Regions from separate parts of the Oryctolagus cuniculus genome. Here region 1 is linked to region 2. Evidence: chromatin contacts called from public Hi-C data. All regions are on one chromosome and are shown on one strand. Each heading gives the region's core, a stretch centred on a gene start, on an enhancer-like site or on the middle of the called end of the contact. The rest is flanking DNA. Distances are from core to core; before and after follow the strand shown. Region 1 has its middle 180 kb from the start of TNFAIP3. Region 2 holds the start of TNFAIP3 (TNF alpha induced protein 3).

Region 1 (5,592 bases), core at 1,946-4,445, 180 kb after region 2:
TGGGCCCAGTGGAAGCCAGGTCCTAGGAACTCCATCCAGGTCTCCCGCAGAGGTGGCAACAGACCAAGTACTTGGACCATCTTCTGCTGCCTTCCCAGGTGCATTAGCAGGGGGACTGGATCAATAGCAGACCAGCCAGGACTGAAATCAGAACTTTGACATGGATCACTGGTATCTCAAGCAGCAACTTAGCTCACTTGCCCCAAGGCTGGCCCCCATTCCTAACTGTTAATGTTAACAAACACAGGTTCTACCTGACCTTTCTGACATACCTCACACATCGCCGGTATATCCATGTACTTACACAAAATATGAATTCATAGAAATGTGAATCTCATCCATCCCAGGTGTTGTCTTCTAAAACAGAATTGAAAATTCCCAAATGATACCACCAATGCTCATGAGAGCCTTCTAACAGATCACAACATTCGCTCATTTGTTTTCTTAACTGTCAGTCTCACACCAACTAGAATAGAAGGGCCAGGAACACTGGACTTCTCACCTGCTGTCATGGCTAAGTCGGCACCTAGACGTGTGCTTGGCACAAAGTCCATAATTGTTACAAAAAAAAAAATGAGTGAAATTTAAGAACCATGAGGATTGAATCAAGGGACGAATTGCACTAGAATAAGGGAGGGGAACAGTGGCTTGGAACAGGGAAGGAAGATGAAAGTGAGGGCTGAATTCCATGTGGCCTTGGCCTTGCTGGATACCTGTCCTGCTCCAAGCCCATGGGTATGGAAGTGGTTGGAACGTTCACGTGGAAATGCTGCAGACTGCCTCTTCTTCTGGAAATGGGCTCTCTGGGGCTGTTGTTCTGCCCACTTTACCTACAGTCCAATACATTGTAAGGATACACGTTGAAGTATGCGCTTAGTGGATAAATACCCTGTCGAAGTTTTCCTTGCACTCGAAAGTGTTCGTGAAGACTGACGCTTGAATGACTTCAGGTATTTCCCCTGATGGGACTGGGCTTCATTCAGCCCGGAATAGAACTGGGCGAGAGGTTGCAGCCTGGGAGACCAGGAAGTTCCAGGCTTTGCACCTTGTCTCAGTCAGCTCAGCAAAATGCCACGGACTGCGTGGGTTAACCAACAGCAATTTATTTCTCACAGTTCTAGATGCTGGGAACATGAAGATCCCAGATACATTTATCTTTATCTATAGAGATAAGTGTGATTCCTGGTGAGGAACCTGGCTTGCCAACAAAAACCTTCTTGGGATGGCCTCTGCATTACAAAATAAAGCCCTGGATATCCAAAAAAAAAAAAAAAAAAAAAAAAAAAAAAAAAAAAAAAAAGAAGAAGAAGAAGAAGAAGAAAAAGAAAGAAAGAAAAACCAAACAAACCAAAAAACACCTTCTTGCAGGGCCTTCTTAGTGAGGGGTGTGGGGGAGTGCAGAGTGCATGTCCTTCACTTCCAAGGCCACGAGTGCTTCAGGATTGGGACCTCATTCAACTGCAGGTACCTCCTACAGACCCTGACTCCAAACTCAGTCACACTGGGCTTCCACAGATGAATTTTTGAGGTGGGTGGGGGGACATAATTCAATCCATAGCATGTCTGGTTTCTTCCTAGTACAGTATCTTTTTAATATATTCTTTAAAAATATTATTGTCTTTTAAAAATTTTTATACATTTCTTATAAGATCCACATTTTAATCCTTTCCTACTCATGGCTCACTTATTTAATTTGCCTTAACAGCTCCTCTAGGCACTGGGGATATATATTTTTTCCAAACCACAATTTAGAACACAGGACATTGTGAGTATGGGTGTGCTTATCGAAGAACAGGGCAAAATTCCAGAAACTGGGATTATCTTAGAAAATCTGGAAGTACCAAAATGATGATGATGAATAATCTAATTTTCCATATTTGTACAGCAGGGGTTAAGGATACCTTTAGTTCAGTTTGTGGCTCGATATCACTCATACCCATCAAAAATTTTCTTTGTTCAATTAGACTTTGCAATGATGGGGGAGCCTATTGGTACTGGCCTGCAGTAAATACAAAGTTGAAAGTAGGCATAGCCCTCCACAACAGAATTCTGCATGTTCACTTTGGTCATATCTCAAAGCAAGAAATTTTACCTTTGGATCTTGTACACTGAGATGCAATTTCTCCTCTATCCTGTCCTAGCCTATCTTATCCTTTGCCATCCCATTCTTTGATATAATGCCTGCTACGACCTACAAAGCTGATTTCCAAACTAATTGGACCTTCAAACTTAATTGTGACCTGCAGTTTGAAAGCAACAGTTCTAATGGACCAAGTCCAGTAAACTTCAGTTTGTTTTCTGTTACTATTTTGGTTAAAGTGAAGGAGGTTTTGCTTATTTATTTCTGTTCCGTAAATACTTATAGATACCAGCCTAGTATCTATGGAAAATAATTTTATTTCCTTAGAAATGTATCTGCTGAAGTTTCTCCAGCCACAGAGCAGAGATGTTCAGAACTGGAAGGAGCTGCAGTGGTTAGATCACAATGTATCTCTCAACAGCATCCTTGTTCGAGTTCTTGGTGTTTGGGCATAGTGTCCCTGAATAAAAATGTTTAAAAATTGCTTTCCTTGTTTTTAAAACTCTTCTGAGCATAACTGGTTTCTACTTGTTCTCCCTTGCAAGACTCACTGTATGATTTATATTTTATTTTGTCTTGTTTTTAGTTTCCTGGCTATTTTTTCCAGGTCATAGTATCAGTTGATTTGGTGATTGTAGCTTGAGATCACCAAGAGGCTTAGTATAGAGAAGGAAGGGCTATCCGCGATTTTATTATACACTCAAATTGCTGTATGATGACCGAAGAGTTTCAAAAGGGCCGAAGAGCCCAATGGTGGGGTTGAAACTGCCAAGAGGGGAAGATGGATCATGTGCTGCCATCTATTGGTAGTGCTATGAAACAGCAGTGATTAAGCTTTGGCAGCTTTTCAATCTCACTCATCGGCTTTAAAAATGTATGATTTTGAGGGAACTAAAGTTCACTTCACCTGTCCTCCAAAACTGTTCCCCAAGCAGCCTTGCATCCCAGTGAAGGATCCCGTGGATGGGAATGACCGATCTCTAACCCTAGTGGAGTTGTCTGTAAAGTAGACCAAAGGGAGAGGGGAATTCCCACACTTCCCATTACTGTCCAACCCGACGCACTTCCCCTTTAGGATGGTCTGGGAGAAGGAGAGACTGTCTGCCCATCAGAGAGATTCCAAAGAACATGCTGTTCTCATCTTTCAGCTCTCTCCCATTCCTTCCCCGGCCTCTGGGATTACCACGTGTCACGTGAGCAGGGTAGCTTTGAAACAGAACTACACAGTGCCCCCCCCCCCCCGCCGCCCCTTTGAAGCTTGTTGATTCTAAATGCAGCTCCATTGTGAACCTTCCTTTGGGTTTGTTTATTACTCAAGGAAACTGAGCATCAAGGACAGAGCACTTCCATTTTTAAAGGATTCCTGTTCATTTTCTTGATGAGTACATATTTATGCTGAAAAAGTGATCATTTTTACAGATCACAATTCAATGCAGTTTAATTGTGCTCATCATTATGTAATTATAAGCTTTATTTATTAATTTATAAGGCATCATAATAGTGGAATGAACAACCATAGTTCTAGCTGCATTCACACACACACACACACACACACACACACACAATCTTCAAAAAGTTCATGGAAATGTGTTGAATTGCAAGTTTATTGCACCCAAAATGACCTCATTTAATTCCATTTTCCACAAATTTTTGAAGTTCCTTGCATATATAATATATATATATGTACATATACATACATGTATAATACATAAAATAATATGTACATGTGTATTATATATATATACTGAGTTCTCTACTGGGTGCTCAGATGTACCCATCAACAAAGCTGGCTTAAATCTCTGCCCTTAGGAGCATGCATTCTAATGGGGGCAAATAAACAAATGAAGCCCAATATAGAGCAAGACTGGGAAAAATAACGCCTGTGATGGGGAAAAGGCTTCAAAGAACAGAAGTGGGGAACATAGGTGAAGGAGTTTGTTGTAACTTTAGGTTCAGGGACTGCTTTGTTGAGAAGTAGGATTGGAGTGGATACTTGTAGCTGGTGAAGGAATTAGCTGTGTGGGTATGCAGAGGGAGTATTCCAGGCACAGGCAGCAAACCAGTGTCCTGGATGCAGATGGGAGGTAGTGAAAAGGAGGTGGGATTGGTAGTGCCCATTGCAAGGTTTTAAACAAGGAAGAAATGAGATCCGCCATAGCTTTCTAAATTAAAAAAATCCATTTTATTTAAAAGGCAGAGAGAAAGATGGAGGAAGTTCTTTCAATCACTGCTTCAACTCCTCAATGCCTGGAACTCAGTCTGGGTCTCCCATGTGGGTGGTAGGGATCCAGGTATTTGAGCCATCACCTGCTGCGGTAGCAGGAAGCTGGGTTGGACTTGAATCAGGCACTCTGATAGGGATGTGAGCATCCGAAGCTGCCACTTAACCATGGCACCGAATTCTCTCTCCTTCCTGGCTTTTAAAAGAACTATGCTAGCTGTGAAGTGGAGGATAGCGCACAGGGAGTGAGGACCGGGGCCAGCCAGGTCAGGATCGCAGGGGCTTGCCCCAGTTCACCAGGCAAGGTCATGAGGAATGACTGGATTCGGTGTATAATTCGAAGACAGAGTCAGCAACACTGAAAGACAGGTCACTAAGAAACGCCAGCAGGAGCAGAGAGCAAGATGACCGAGGCTTTTGGCCTGAGCACCCGAAGACCAAGCAGATATCCACAGTTATAAAAGACAGCACCGAGCATTTGGATGGACAGAAAAATTTAGCAACTTCTCGCAGTCCCATCAGAGGAGCTCTGTGCCTGGATGCACAGCCTTATATGGCCACAATCAGGAGACTAAGTGAACAGCTGTTTGGTCTGAGATGTAATTCCTTTCTCATGGGGTGGCTCCCTCTTCTCCTGTGGCTACCAGAAACCCCTTCCGAGGGGGTAATCTCAGAGCATGTATTTATGATTTGGTGATAGCTGTGTGGTTATTTGCTTAATTACTATTTCCTCTACAAGACTCCAAGTGCCACGTCTCTGCTTTCGTTGATACAGCCACCTGCTAGGCTGACCCAGCTTGTGATGGGTGTCTACTGCACACGAGGTAAAGAAGCAACGAAGTTGAGTAAGACTTCAGGGCCCTGCCAGAAACCCTCAGGAGCTCGTCAGGTTTGATCCTTTCACTCTGTCTGCTTACTGGGGGCTTCTTTAACCACGTACAACACTTTGGGTCAAGGATTCTTATATGATAAACCCAAGAAGCAATGTGGCCCTGTTCTAACAGGGAGGCTACCTGGGGCTGAGGAAAACATGGGGCCTAGGTACATACATCTTGAGGAAGCAAATCCAGCCAACCCTTGGTATCTTTGGAGTACGGTTCCAGGACCCCTTGCAGTGTCTAAGATCTAGGGATGCTTGAGTCCCTTATATGAAATGGTTGGTATTTGATTATAACCCACACATGTCCTCTTGCAAACTTTAAGTTACTTCTAGATTACTTACAAACCTCGAAACAACGTACACACTCTCTAAATAGTTGTTTAGACTGCATTGTTTAGGAAGCAACAACAA
Region 2 (5,494 bases), core at 2,313-4,812:
CTTGCCATTACCCCAATCTGGAGGCCAAGGATCTTAGTCACTCGACTCCCAGGATACTAGCTGGCCCCAAAGATGAACTCACACTGGACTGTTGTAAGTTACATCACCATTACAGATTAGTCTAAACAAGAGAAGGGGGGGTGCGGGGGGGGGGTGGATGCCGAGGAGGAGGGGGATAACCCATGTTTTCAGTAATGTCTGCCAGGCAGCCAAGTGTGCATCAGCACCAGGGCCTGCTCCACAAACCCATGTCAGCTCCCGTGCCGCGGGGACGCCACTGGGAACAGCTGCTCCATCTCAGGAGCAGAGAAAGATGAGACCGAGGCTACCTCCCCAAGCCCACCACCGGGTAATCTCTGCTCATGGGCAAGTCTCGACTTCTCTCTGAAGCACTCCCTCCTTACGCCGGGAGAATGGTAAACGTCTTATGAGAAACCGGCAGCTTCATGCTGTCACCTAGCCTGCTGACTGGGGTTTCCTCTCCAGTGCCCAGAAGAAGCACAGAGGGCTTATTTGTGAAGTTTATGATGATATTTATAACCGGTTAAAACCAAACATTTTTATAACCAACCAAGAAGCTTATGTCCAACAAGAAGCTTTGCTATTTTCAAGAACATCCCTTCAGAACCTGGCCATTGAGCTTAACTACATCCAAGTAAGACACGAAGAATGACAACGGACTAGGAAATTCTACACATCCGACAACAGACATAGGAGCTCCATCGTTTCAATGCCACTGCCAAGCAGAGTGTATGACCACCACGTAGGTACCCACACTCATATGCATGCATTTCCAGCCCGCCTCGCACCCTAAAATCTTCACGCGTCATCACTTGGTGGAAGAAATGAAAATCTGGATGCATGCAAGGAAGAAACTTTCAACAAGGTGGCCACTCGGGACAAAGAGGAGTAAGGGCAAAGGCTGGCATCAATAACCCATGCCAACAGCACGGAAGGATGTGAGTGACCATGGGACCTCTCCAGGGTGGAGCTGTGCAGAGAGCCAGCTCTCAATCACTAGTCCCGGGGAAGGGTGAATTTCCAAGAAGATGCAGACAATTTCAGAGCATAAAAAAAAAATCCCTGGGAAGTTTCCTAACAGTTGTCAATCCCACTCCTGCATCATACGGTTTGTCAGGGCAACTTTCCCCTTGAGGAAGATGCTAAACCTTTGTGTAAGGGAGAAGAAACCCAGATTTTGGGGAAGCCACCGACAGCCTGAATTCTTGTGGCCCACTAGAAGGAGGGTGGGTGGGAAGCAGACGGTGCCCGACTGCTGTCAAGGAGCTTTCTGGTGGTCATTCTGGACTGGGATTCTTCTCCTGACTGCTGGGTGGGGTCTGGGAGAAGTCCCTCTCTGGGTGGCATGGTGCTCTCTTCTGTGATAGCCAACATTCCCAGCAGATGGATTGGGCAAAATCACCACGGGACTGCAGACACAAGGAAGGGACAGAAATACGACACACATGTCTCCTTCGAGGCATAGCATGGTCTCTTTCACAATGCCGCTCTTCCATCCATCCATGCATCCACCCATGAACCCAGCCAACAAGGCTGTCTGGTCACCCACTGAAGGCCAACGCCACGGTGAGGCTGGAGCTAAAAGCCAAGAAGGGGAGTAGGCTCTACTCCCCTCTCTGAATTCATACAACCACCTCGGTCTGCAGCCAAGGCAACAGTGTCACAGGCCCTGCACAGGCCCCACAGCCATGCCGGAAGAGTCCTGCCTTGGAAGCCGGGTCTCCCGACACCTGCACCCTCCATGCCCACAGCAGCACACCTGTGGCCACAGGGCCTGGCACTCCTGGATGAACACAGACAGGCAGTAGGGAGAGTTCTAACAAATGAGGGGCTGCCTTGTTTTGCCTTTCTCACTCTCCTGTTGTCTGGATCTTGGGATCATTCAGCACGGATCTAAACCAGTGAGAGCTGTAAACCATATGCAAGACACGTAAAGACAGTATTTCATAACCAGCGTGGCCTCCTTCACGGATTCAGGTGTGCACAGCCTCCAAGTCTGACTCCTTTAAAGAGAAACCTACTGCCCAAGTTTCCAGTTCTGGGGCTTCTCCACATTTAAGATTAAAATATACATTCATCTGATACATTTATAATGCTCTTCCATGCCAAAAAAAATGTAGTAATACCTTTCCCATGTAATTCCTACATCTGTTACCCCAGAGTCTTACTTAAAGATCATCCCTCCCCTCCCGTTATTTTTGGTCACTAGGATCAATGAGATTCTTCTTGAACTCACTGCACTCATTCCTCACTCGAAGTCTTTGGACAAACATTTTTGTCTGCGATACGGATACTTATGAATGATTTACCAACAAATACTTCCACCGTTGAGAGGCACTGCTCCAACAAGTCAAAAATTGTACAAAGAATCTCCAAGACGTCAAAGCAACACGGCTGTCTGTCTGGCTGGCCGCTGAGCAAGCCGGTGTTGCAGGTTTAGGGTCCGGAAGGCTCTCATTAACATGCTTCCCCCCAAAAGCCGCCCGGTGACACCTGAGCAGACCAGCTTTCCAAGGAAGGCTCAGCAGAGGGAACTCCAAACAAAGCCAGCTCCGAAAGAGCTGAGCTCCTTCTTTACTTAATACCACTGCTTTCCTGAGAAGCCAGGTGGCAGGATGTGAGACGACCCAGGCTGTACAGAGAGAGACCGAGTGTGGTGCGGCGGGGACCTGCACGGCGCTCCCGGAGTGCATCCCGCTCCCCACTCCCGAAAGCAAGCCGGCCAGCCACTTCTCCATGCACACTTCTCTTCCATCGCTGCAGCCGAAAAGCGGGACCCCGTGCCGCGAGCCCACCCCGATGCAAAGCCCACTGAGCGCCCGGACGCTGTCCCCGGGGCGGGGGGAGAGCGCTGGCCCCTTGGACAATCCCACCGCCACTGGCTGGTTTTGCAAAATCTAGGAAGCCGCACAGCTTCTGCAAAAGCCTACGTGGCCGAGAACATGCAGTGCCTGATTCCACCCCCTCCACCTCTCCCCTAAAAAAGAGGCAAAGAAACGGGCGAAGCATCAACGACCACCCGAGCAAGGGGCGCCAGGCACCTGCAGCTCAGGTTCTCTGCACTACTGGAAAGCAAGAGCCGGCTGTCACCCCAACATCTGGCGCGGCGACCGCAGCGCCCAACACTCCAAAACTCAGCACGGGTACACAAGAGCCACAGACTCCTCTCCGGGGGACGCTGCAAGAGCCAAGGCCAGGGAGGCGGGCCGACTCGCACCCGCAGCCCCAGAGAGCCCGTGCACAGCGCGCGGGGGTTACCTCTCCGGGCGGCGCGATCCTCTCCCAGAGTCAGTCCCAAGTTCCCCAAAGCGCCGGTCACCGCAGGCGCGCGCCGCAGGTGGCGGTCGGGGCGGGGGTCGGCACGAGGCGGCGTCCCATGGACGCCGGGGCTAGGGCTCGCTCACCGGCCGGGGTGGGGGTGTGTGTGATGTCTTCTGGCGGCCGCGCTCGCCGCTCCGCCCCCGCGCACTCCAAAGTCCTGGCGCTCGGCTGCGAGGGCTGCAGACTGCGCAGTTTCCTTTCTACCCTTTCAGTTGTACCGCGACAGCCGGGGGGATTTCCGCGGGGACTTTCCAGTCACGTGACGCCGCCCGCCTGGCCGAGCCGGCGCCGGCCGCCAGGGGGCAGGGGACGCGGCGCTCGCTGGAGGCCCGCGGCGCGCGCCGCTCCCGCCCCGCCCCGCCCGGACGCTCCGCCCGGACGCTCCGCCCCCGGCGGCCTGGCCCCGCCCCGCCCCGGCGTGGCTCAGAAACTCCTGCGCCCCGCCCCGCGGGGTGTCCCCGCGTGAGTCACCTGGGCATTTCGGAAGCGGGGATGCGACGTCACATCCATGTGGAAATCGCGGTGATGGGAACTGGAAATGAAATCGGTTCTTTTTTTTTTTTCGCAGCCGTTTTTCTGCAGAAAATCATCCACTGTGGAGAAGACGAAGGGAAATAAGAAAGCAAGAAAACCCGAAAAACCACCCGGGCCCCGGGCTGGGTTTGCACAGTTCGGGCTGCGCACGTGATGAGCTGCGAGGGGAGAGTCCTGGCCAGAGCCCGGGCGGGAATTTCAAGAAAAAGAAGCAGGCCCTGCCCTTGACCCCCGAGCCCTCTGGATCGTCCTGGCGGCGCGTTGGAGGCGGGGGTGGGGGGAGCAAGGCCGGTCTTGGGTAAACTGAGTCAGACAAGCCCCTGACCCCGCCCTCGCTAGGCCCCGGCATTCAAAGAGCACTTCCGTTCAGAAATCACCTGCGCCCACGGGCGTTCTCGCCCTGGCTTTATTCGGTGCGCTCCTAGACGTCCTGACAATTACTTACCCCAAGGTCTACGGCCAAGCGTCCTTGCTATTCCTCCCGGCCGCCTCCCGCTATTCCCATGTAACCGCGGCCCTGCAGGTTTCCCTGGCACCCTGCGTCACCTGGAAGTTAGGTGCGCCTCCTGGGCCATTGGAGGTGCCTGGGCCGTGGCAGGTGGGTGAGGGCTGGGGAGTTGGGGTGCCCCCAGTGCCCCTTGGTTCAGTTCCTGCAATGGCTAAACTAGACCCAGAGAGAAAGAGAGCGAGAGTGCATTTCCTTCTGCTGGTCCATTCCTTAAATGCTTTCAATAGCCAGGACTGCGCCAGGCTGAAGCCTGAACCCCTGAACTCAATCCATGCTTCCCGTGTGGGTGGCAGGGTTCCACGCACTTGAGCTACACCTGCTGCCTGTCACAGTGTGCATGAGCAGGAAGCTGGATGGAAAGCAGAGGAGTCAGAACTGGAGCCAGACCCTCGGATGCAGGGTGTGGGCATCCTAGTGTGGCTTAGCCACTGGGTCGCACATCGCCCCTAGTTCTAGTCTTTTCAAACTGATGGCTAGAATTTCTCCCAACTCCACATCTCCTGGGATCATTTAGTCCTCATTCACAAATGTCTTCAGCTACCAACACTCAGCTAAGAGTCGCCAAATGACATGTGTAAAATGACATTTACTGAATATGCACCTGCTACTTTTATATGAAACTGAAGATACTGAGGCCATTTGGACTCTGCGCAAGGGGTTAAGTGGCAGAGTCGCCGCTGGAACTAGGTCCTTCTTAGCCAAGGGCAGACTGGTAAATCCTGACTCGAGACCACTCTCTAGAGTCTCAGGGGCCCTGTCGGTATTCTGGCCCCCAGCTTCACAAACACACCACGCAGGCAAACATGGGCCCTGGGCAGAAAGGGGGCTTGAGGGCAGGAGGGCCTTGAATGCATCCTCAGGAAACCTCCTGGACTTGCTGCAATGATTAAAAAAAATGATAAGTGTAAAACAACATGCTTCACAGAACTTTAGTCCTCAGAGCACTCTCCCCTGGCACTCCCTTGTAAATAGAATGTGCCTGTTCTGTCTTATCTCTGCCTGGCCCCAACCCCTGTCTTCCTTCTGCAGCTTCAATTAACCGCTTTCTGGTTCACATCTTGCTCCCTGGTTTGATGATTTAGGAATGTCATAAGGAATAACAAGCCCGAA

What was found. Hi-C and Micro-C count contacts between places; a contact is called where the count stands out from the background.
Region 1: a Hi-C map of skin fibroblasts shows a contact between it and region 2, with 4 times the contacts expected there. The contact joins the enhancer-like site here to the promoter of TNFAIP3 in region 2. A contact is called at or near these places in 6 of 6 Hi-C or Micro-C datasets (ear pinna, embryonic fibroblasts, liver and 3 more).

Annotation. Positions count from the first base shown.
Region 1 is chr5:31,152,791-31,158,382 of mOryCun1.1, forward strand. No RefSeq gene overlaps it. Among named protein-coding and RNA genes, the nearest start is that of TNFAIP3, 180 kb to the left of the region's middle. Within about 2 kb of position 3,196, at least 3 of the 8 cell types and tissues checked have an H3K27ac peak or open chromatin away from gene starts, as enhancers often do.
Region 2 is chr5:30,968,435-30,973,928 of mOryCun1.1, forward strand. It overlaps TNFAIP3 (TNF alpha induced protein 3), which reads right to left and starts at 3,563. Exons shown (of 9, transcript XM_017345389.3): 1 at 3,426-3,563.